Regions from separate parts of the Mus musculus genome. Here region 2 is linked to region 1. Evidence: chromatin contacts called from public promoter capture Hi-C data. All regions are on one chromosome and are shown on one strand. Each heading gives the region's core, a stretch centred on a gene start, on an enhancer-like site or on the middle of the called end of the contact. The rest is flanking DNA. Distances are from core to core; before and after follow the strand shown. Region 1 holds the start of Cyb5b (cytochrome b5 type B). Region 2 overlaps Nfat5 (nuclear factor of activated T cells 5).

The links. Promoter capture Hi-C pulls out the DNA fragments that hold promoters and counts their contacts.
Region 2: a promoter capture Hi-C map of liver shows a contact between it and region 1. The contact joins the enhancer-like site here to the promoter of Cyb5b in region 1. A contact is called at or near these places in 16 of 39 promoter capture datasets (the 3T3-L1 cell line, the C10 cell line, the HPC-7 cell line and 11 more), 2 of 15 datasets of contacts at CTCF or cohesin (CD8 T cells and the NIH/3T3 cell line), 8 of 484 Hi-C or Micro-C datasets (the AML12 cell line, B cells, bone marrow-derived macrophages and 5 more), 42 of 115 datasets of contacts at active chromatin or transcription factors (the 230-238 cell line, CD8 T cells, DN3 thymocytes and 31 more) and 3 of 9 other capture datasets (adipose tissue, liver and pancreatic islet).

What each region holds. Positions count from the first base shown.
Region 1 is chr8:107,147,937-107,152,606 of GRCm38.p6, forward strand. It overlaps Cyb5b (cytochrome b5 type B), which reads left to right and starts at 2,725. Exons shown (of 5, transcript NM_025558.5): 1 at 2,725-2,937. The coding sequence starts at 2,776.
Region 2 is chr8:107,310,264-107,314,639 of GRCm38.p6, forward strand. The region is part of intron 2 of Nfat5 (nuclear factor of activated T cells 5); the gene reads left to right. Among named protein-coding and RNA genes, the nearest start is that of Nfat5, 19 kb to the left of the region's middle. Within about 2 kb of position 1,783, at least 1 of the 459 cell types and tissues checked has an H3K27ac peak or open chromatin away from gene starts, as enhancers often do. A contact at or near this core is called in liver, where this site is marked.

The sequences.
Region 1 (4,670 bases), core at 1,475-3,974:
CAGGCTGTTCACTTATCAAGTATGTTTTCCCTGCTTTTGACCGTAATCTCTAGAAATTAAATTACATACGCACACACATGTACATGCACATTCACATGTATACACACAGAGGCGGGGCCACACGTAGTGTGTGCCTGTTTATGAGTCTATCTTTTTATTTCTTTTGGAGGAGAACTGGTTTCTTTGGATTTTTTTTCCTTTGTTTTGAGCCCAACAACAACAACAACAACAACAACAACACACACACACACACACACATTAGGGGCCAGAGAAATGGCTCAGCTTATAAAAATGCTAAAGCTTGATGCTTTGAGTTTGATCTTTGGATTTTACATGGTAGAAGGAGAGAACTGACCACTACAGGTTCTCCTCTGACCTCTATAGGGACCCCTCCCCACCCCCATAAGCAAGTCAATGTACTTTTTTTTTAATTAGGTATTTTCCTCATTTACATTTTCAATGCTATCCCAAAGGTCCCCCATACCCCCCCAATCCCCTACCCACCCACTCCCCCTTTTTGGCCCTGGCATTCCCATGTACTGGGGCATATAAAGTTTGCAAGTCCAATGGGCCTCTCTTTGCAGTGATGGCCGACTAGGCCATCTTTTGATACATATGCAGCTAAAGACAAGAGCTCCCGGGTACTGGTTAGTTCATATTGTTGTTCCACCTATAGGGTTGCAGTTCCCTTTAGCTCCTTGGGTACTTTCTCTAGCTCCTCCATTAGGGGCCGTAAATGTACTTTTTAAAGGTGGAGCTGATGCAGATTTTCCATAAGCCCTAAATTCAACCACGTATAACTTTCTGGATTTTTTTTTTGGAAATCTTACTGCCTCACAAATTTTATAATAGGGTCTGTGGGAGAATGGCGATACAAGAAGCAAGCTCTTTGCTCTGTGTTTCATTTTCACTGTTTTGTAGGGATATGCAGTTTACAAATCTGTGTGCTCACTCCTACATGCACAAGGAAGCTGGAGGAGTGGTCACGTGTCTTCATCTGTCATTCCTCTTCAGGTTCCCTGAAAGAAAGTCTCTCCCTGAACTTGGGGCTTGCTGTTTTCAGCTCTACCAGATGGCCAGCAAGCTCTCAGGAGCTGCCTTCCTCCACCACCACCCCAGAACTAGAATTACAGGCATAGGAAGGCCTGCCGGGCTTTTACTGCCGAGGGAGGGAATGGTTAAGTCGTCACTTTTGCTCAGCAAGTGCTCTGAGTCTCTACTGTGGTGCCTTTCCCCTGTGCTGGCTGGTTTTGTGTGTCAATTTGATGCAGGCTGGAGTTATCACAGAGAAAGGAGCTTCAGTTGGGGAAATGCCTCCATGAGATCCGGCTGTAAGGCATTTTCTCAATTAGTGATCAAGTGGAGAGGGCCCATTGTGGGTGGTGCCATCCCTGGGCTGGTAGTTGTGGTTCTATAAAAGTGCAGGCTGAGCAAGCCAGGGGAAGCAAGCCTATAAAGAACATCCCTCCATGGCCTCTGCATCAGCTCCTGCTTCCTAACCTGCTTGAGTTCCAGTCCTGACTTCCTTGGTGATGAACAGCAATGTGGAAGTGTAAGCTGAATAAACCCTTTCCTCCCCAACTTGCTTCATGGTCATGATGTTTGTGCATAGAATAGAAACCCTGACTAAGACAATGGCTTATAACCTGCAAGCATAATAAACCTTCTACTTCTCCAGCTGGTTTTGGTCAGTATTTATGAGAGCCATCAGAGCAAACTACAGTACATAGTTTGTGTAATTAGGAACTTAGGTTATGGAAAGTAGACATGGTGGTGTCCTTTTAAGCCAGCACATGGGAGGCAGAGGCCTCTGAGTTCCAGGACAACCAGGCTTACATACTGATACATTTCTAAACAAACAAACAAACAATAAAATATTAGTGAAAGAGGTTGCAAATAGTTTACAGAGTCATGAGTGCTAGGTTGTGAAGTAACACCGTGAAACATTTTAGGATGATCAGCCTCTTAGTTTTCACCGCAATTAAAGAGAAAGGCTCGCAACCTTGCACATTAACTTAGAATTCCAAATTACCTAGACTTTTAGCAAGGGTCATTTGAAGTAAATCCTATTTTAGGCCATTTAGAAACTAAAACAGTGTAGATGAGCCCTGATCACTGAAGAATTCAGTTAGAGATTGTTTTGTCAGTAGTGGAAGAAACTTAGGACATCTACCCTTGCCCCAACTGCTGTCCTAAGGCCTTGTACCTAAGAGCCATGGAGTCCAACGCCACTTGTGATTTACACAGTGGATTGCTGGGCTCACGCCTCTCTTAGCACACTCTCTTTAACACACATCCCAAACCTCTGGGCAAGGAAGGTAGAGGTCACCACACCCATTTTAATTGTTGAGCCTTTTGGAGCCTAAAGGGAACCAGTCTGGGGGACAGCAAAGCTTGTAACCCCGGGGGCTGCAATTCTGGATGGGAAGATCAAGGGAAAATGCGGGTCCGTTCATTCGGGGACCCAGGGTGGCAGGAAGGGAAAAGAGACGCTGGAAACCGGCTCTTTTCTTTTAGGGCCGGGCCTGCCCATGGGCCGAGCAGAGAGAATGCTCTCCTGTGGTGACACTTGTCACCCGGCCACGTTTAGGCGCTGGTCCAAAATCACGATATCTGATTGGCAAGGTTGGAGGGGCTGGTCGACGCCGATTGGCCAGTCGGACGTCGGACCAGGTTTACCCGGTTACGGAAGCCGAGGAGGACCCAGCGCGGGCCGGCAAGTCAAGGAAGTTAGCGGTGGAAGCCCAGATAGCGGCGGAGAGGGCTTCGGATCCCATGGCGACCCCGGAGGCCAGCGGCAGTGGCGAGAAGGTCGAGGGCTCCGAGCCCTCCGTCACCTACTACCGGCTGGAGGAGGTGGCGAAGCGAAACTCGGCGGAAGAGACGTGGATGGTGATCCACGGGCGAGTCTACGATATCACCCGCTTCCTCAGCGAGGTGCGGGCCGGGGAGGCGGGAGGCCTCCGCGCGCTGCCGGGGTGGGGGTGGGGAGAGGCCACGCGTGGCTGTCCGGCGCCCGGAAGGAACCGTGACCCTCGGAGGGGCTGCAGTCTCAGCCTCGACTGACAACGTGCGTTTCTCAATGCATGGAGCACTTGCAGGATGCTAGATCACACGCCAGGCCATCAACCCGTTTCCCATAAAGAGAAACTGAGGCTCACGGAGGCCGGGAGCTCTCAAGGGCACACACTTAACGACCTAATCGAGCCCAGTTCAGAACTGCTCCTTTCCAGGAAGTATGCCTTAGAAAGCAGTGCTTTGGGGGGCTTTTATTTTCTAGAGGAGAAGGCAGTTTTTTTAAAAAGTAAAAACAATTAAATTTTGTATGTGGGGGGGGTGGGGGTGGGGGTGGGGGCATCTGCATCTGCGTTTGGTGCCAGAGGTCAGAACCCCAGGAGCTGGATAAGAGGAGGTTGTGAGCCTCCTGATGTGGGTGTTGGGTACTGGATCTTCCGAGAAAACAGAACATGTGCACATGTGCTCTTATCCAGTGAGCTGAGATTCCTCCCACCCCTGTTCCTGGTTAGGCAGTAGAGTGTGTGGGGTGTGTGTGTGTGTGTGTGTGTGTCCGTGGAACTTTTATGTAGAGCAGGCTGGCTTCGAACTCAGGGATCCTTCTGCCTCTGCCTTCTGAACGCTGGGGTTAAATGTGTGGGCCACCAACACCTGGCTTTCAACCCTTTTGTTAGTGCTTCAAATCAAATCTTATTACTCAAGATCTCTTTGAGACTGTTGGGCCACAGATAATTTTCCTCTTTGTGACAGGGCGTTTTTCAGCTTATTACATAGTCTCTGTAGACCTTGAACTTCTAATCTTCCTGTATATGCCTTTCTAGGGATCAGATCGCTCATGCTTATTAGGCAAACACTGTCAACTATATTACACCTCTAGCTGGGGTTTGACAAGTGTATTTGACCATGTAGTCACTACAGTAAGGAAAAAGAACATTTCACCCCACTAAGATGTTACTCTCTTGTTCCTTTGCTGACTGTCAATCTTTTTTTTTTTTTTTTTCCAAGACAGGGTTTCTCTGTGTAGCCCTGGCTGTCCTGGAACTCACTCTGTAGACCAGGCTGGCCTCAAACTCAGAAATTTGCCTGCCTCTGCCTCCCAAGTGCTGGGATTAAAGGCGCCACCACTGCCCAGCCTAAAGATTCTTTTTTTTTTTTTAAAGATTTATGCATTTATTTATTATGTGTAAGTACACTGTAGCTGTTTTCAGACGCACCAGAAGAGAGCATCTGATGTGAGCTACCATGTGGTTGCTGGGATTTGAACTCAGAACCTTTGGAAGAACAGTCAGTGTTCTTAACCACTGAGCCATTTCTCCAGTTCTTGTTTTCTCTCTCTCTCTCTCTCTCTCTCTCTCTCTCTCTCTCTCTCTCTCTCTTTTTTTTTTTTTTTTTTTTTGGTTTATCGAGACAGGGTTTCTCTGTGTAGCCCTGGCTGTCCTGGAACTCACTCTGTAGACCAGGCTGGCCTCGAACTCAGAAATCCGCCTGCCTCTGCCTCCCGAGTGCTGGGATTAAAGGCGTGTGCCACCACGCCCGGCTTTTTCCTCCTTTTAAAACAATGTTTTTTTGGCTTGAACCCAGGGCCTTAGATGAGTACAGGGCAAACACTGAACCAAACCCCTTATGCCCCCAGCCTAGCTGTTTGCTGTATCAAT
Region 2 (4,376 bases), core at 533-3,032, 160 kb after region 1:
GTGTCACTGGGGGCCAGAAGGGGAAATCAGATCCCCTAAGGTTGTAGTTAACATGGTTATGAGATGCCCAGCCTGGGTATTGGGAAATGAAGTTGGTTCTCTGATAGAGCTGTACATAGTTCAAGTACTTTTAACCTGCGAGTCATCTTTTCAGCCCTAGATTTTTTTTTTGGAATAATTTTACACTGTTTATAGCCTGCTTTACTTAATAGTTTGTTACAGAGTGGACATTTGATGTGGTCCAAATCTGTGTTTTTAATGACTAATCTATCATGATATGATTTGAGTCATTATTTATCACTCTTGCATTGATGACATTTACATTTAGGGTGTTTCCAGTTCTCTTTTCATAAACAGTACTGTAGAGAACAATTTTACACATGTATTTAACTGTATTTATAAATGGCTAGAACTGATCATATAGGTTTGAAATACAGCTGCTCAGAAGACTGAAGCAGTAGAATTTAAAGTTTAAGGCTAGCTGGGCAAACATTGAGTTCCCTGACAGCCTCAGCTGTTGAGTGAAACCATTGAACAAAACAAAACAAAAAGGAAAAGAAAATTCCAGGTTCAAATATATATTTTTCTAGATCTATTTTTGCCTATACCAAACTAAGGTTTTGATATAATTTGAGATTTGTATATATGTGTACTTCCTAAATATGAATGCATGGAATAACTGACAAATGTTGGTTATTTTATTGATCAACTTTTAAAATTATGACCTTTGCCTAGTCCTCTCTTCCCATGTTATAGTAAAATATCTGAGGAGGGAGCTGAAATGAAATGATGTTTGCCAAATAGATACTTGACTCAACACTTGTATTATGGGCACAGCTTCTGAGAACTACTGTGCATGCCACCTTTCCTTTCACTTGTTATTCTGAGACAGCCTTAGCAGATTGTCCAGGCTCCTCTAGAATTCACTCTGTGACCTAGTCAAGCTTTAAACTTTTGAATACTCCTGTTTCCACCACTATAGTATCCAGGATTCTATTAATGACACTAGTAATTCTGAGAATACAAGAGTGGTTTGATCCTAAACTGTCTAGTATGTAGAATCAGAAATAAGGATGAGATAAGATGGTAAACTGATATAAGTTCATTATTAGAAGAAAATGCACCATTAAATTATATGTATGGGTGTTTTGCCTGCATATATATATGGTGCCTGCAGGAGGCCAGAAGAGGGCTTCAGATCCTCTGGAACTAGACTTACAGATGATTATAAGCTACCAGGGTGCTGAAAATTGAACCTAGGTCCTCTGGAAAAAACAATTAAATACTCTTTAATTACTGAGCCATCTTTCTAATCCTCGAGATATTACATTTTGTATAGTGAAAGAACACAAGCTTTCCAAGCTTCATGATTCATGCCTATAATCCCAGTAGAGGCAAGAAAATTGGGAGTTCAAGGTTATCCTCAGCTACATAGTCAGTTTGAGAGCAGCCTGAGTTGTATGAAACTTAGTCACAAATAAAATGCTCTGAAAAGTAAAGTCATTATTGTTGTTGTTATTGTTATATTACTATGTATATGATGGCAGGGGGCACCTGTGCCATGGCACAGATATGGAAGTCAGAAGACAATATTTTAAAATCAGCTCCTTCCTTCTCTTATGTTTCATCTGGGGATCAAACTGAAGTCAAAAATTTTTATTGTAACCTAGTCCCTCATTAGAGCCATTTTTTTTCTTTCTAGATGCTGATTTTAGCTATAATTAATGGAGTACTGAATTTACTTCAGTCTTCTAGTTGTTCATTAACCTATTTGTACTTGACTACTTTAGCAAATTCACAGAAATTTATCACTTGTTAGTTGAAACTGCCAAGAACTGGAATCTGGTTGCTAGTGTATCTTGCCAAATGAATTGATTTGAGAAAAGTTACTTTGTATTAACAAGTAGGATTGTTTAGTTTAAGACTTCTTTTTTTCTTTTCTACTCATAACTCTTTAGGCCTAAGAAAGTTTTATATGACTCTATAGGTATATGAAGTCAATATACAGATCTAACATTTACTGCTAATAAATCAATAGATTTATTTTAAAAAATTATTTGGTATATGTATATGTAATTTTACTGTTTATTAAATACAAAAGAAAATTTGCATATTAATGAGATGAATGTTATTATCTTTGCATAAGAGTTAAATTTTGGCTGAATTTTGATACCACAGAGTGTAGAGCACATTCAGTGTTTTTTCAGAGCTGATTGATATTTTGATTTTGTAATCTTCAATGCAAGAATACACCTTGGCATAATACATAGTACAAAATAGTAAAACTATGTTTAGTACCATTTCAAAAATAGTTGGAAATTGTCTTAATCTCAAGCTAAAAGTCATTTAATGACTTTTTACCTGATGTTCAAATCAAACTTAATTTTAGGGAAATATAGTTAATACCTCTGTCTTTTTTTTTTTTTTTTCCTCTCAAATTTTATTTGTTTGTTTGGTTTGGTTTTTTTGAGACAGGGTTTCTCTGTGTAGTCCTGCTGTCCTGGTAGATCAGGCTGGCCTTGAACTCAGAGATCCACTAGCCTCTGCCTCCCTAGTGCTGGGCTAAAGGTATGTGCTTCCATACCCAGCATTTTCACCTTTTTGTTGTTGTTAAGATTTAAAAATTTTAATTTTATTTATGTGTGTGTGTTTGCCTGTCTGTTTGTAGGTATGTGCACATGTGTATTGTATGTATGTCTATAGAGACCAGAGATGCCAGGTCCTTCTGGAACTAGAATAATAGGTCTGACATAAGTGCTAGCAACCAAATTTCAGTCCTCTGGAAGAGCAATACATACTATCTTTCCAGCCCCAAGGACACTTTTTTAGAGATTTATTTTTATTATTTCTGTGTATGTGTCTGTGTGAATGTATGTCCATATGTGTGTGCAGGTGTCCATGGGGACCAAAGAGGACACTAGCTATAGAGTGGTCCTTTACAACTGGGATTACAGGCAGTTGAGAGCCACCCAACATGGATGCTGGGAACTTAACTCTAGTCCTCTGCAGAGCAGTGAGGGGACTTAACTGCTGAATAATCTCTTCAGCTCCAATATAATTTTACTTTAAAAAATTGAATTAACAATTAATGGATTTTCTACAGATAACTGAGCAAGTCTCTTTACCATCTACATACACATACTTTTTAAAAAAGTTTTCTTAAACGTATCCTGCTTTAATACATTTTAAAGCAAGTCTAGGCTGGGAGTGGTAGTCACACCTTTACACCTTTAGGTACAGCACTTTGGAAGCAGAGACAGGAAGATATCCCTGTGAGTATAGGATCTCTGTGAGTGTGAGGTTAGCCTGGTCTGCAAAGCCAGTTCTAGGCTATCCAGAGCTATCTAGTACGGTCCTGTCTTTAAAAGAAAAAAGGAGGGCTGGAAAGATGGCTCAGCAGTTAAGAGCACTGACTGCTCTTTCCAGAGGTCCTGAGTTCAATTCCCAGCAACCACATGGTGGCTCACAACCATCTGTAATGGGGTCTGATGCCCTCTTCTGGTGTGTCTGAAAACAGCTACATACTCATCATATATATAAAATAAATAAATAAAATCTTTAAAAATAAATAAATAAGTAAGTAAAAGAAAAAAGGGAAAAGAAAAGAAAGAAGAAAGAGCTGGATGGTGGAGGCAGAGGCAGGTGGATCTCTGAGTTCAAGGCCAGCTTGGTCTATTAAGCAAGTTACGGGACTACTCAGAGAAGCCCTGTCTTTAAAAACAAATAAATAAAAAACAATGAATGAATGAATGAATGAATGAATGAATGAAAAGGAAAAAAGAAAAAATGTAACTTCCGCTAAGATTATTTACTGAATCTCTCCCTCCTCGCTCCCTCTACACACAAACACATTTATATAGTGTAAAAACATGCATCGCATATATGAGGTTCTGAGTTCAGGCTTAGTTAACAAGAGGCAGATAACACAGACAACTTACCTGTACTAAAGCCTCTGTGAAGAGTTCTGACAAGAAGCCCCTGAGGGAAAATAGAAAGATTCAAGATCAGTAGTATTTGTTGGGGTAAAGGAATTGATCAAAAGAATAACAAAGAAAAGATAGGGCAGGATGAGTGGCACAGGATTATTCTAATCCAGACTCTGGAGTTAGAGGCATGAGGATCCCAAGCGTAATAGTTAACTAGTCTATAGAGTTAGCAAGGACAATCTTGGGTAAAGTAAGCCCGGAGAGAGAAGGGGGGAGGGGTAGAGAGAGAGAGAGATCAACCTGGGAGTATATCTTTTTTTTAAAGATTTATTTTATTTGTTTTATGTATATGAATACATGGTAGCTGTCTTCAGAAGATCCCATTATTACAGATGGTTGTGAGCCACCATGTGGTTGCTGGGAATTGAACTCAGGACCTCTGGAAGAGCA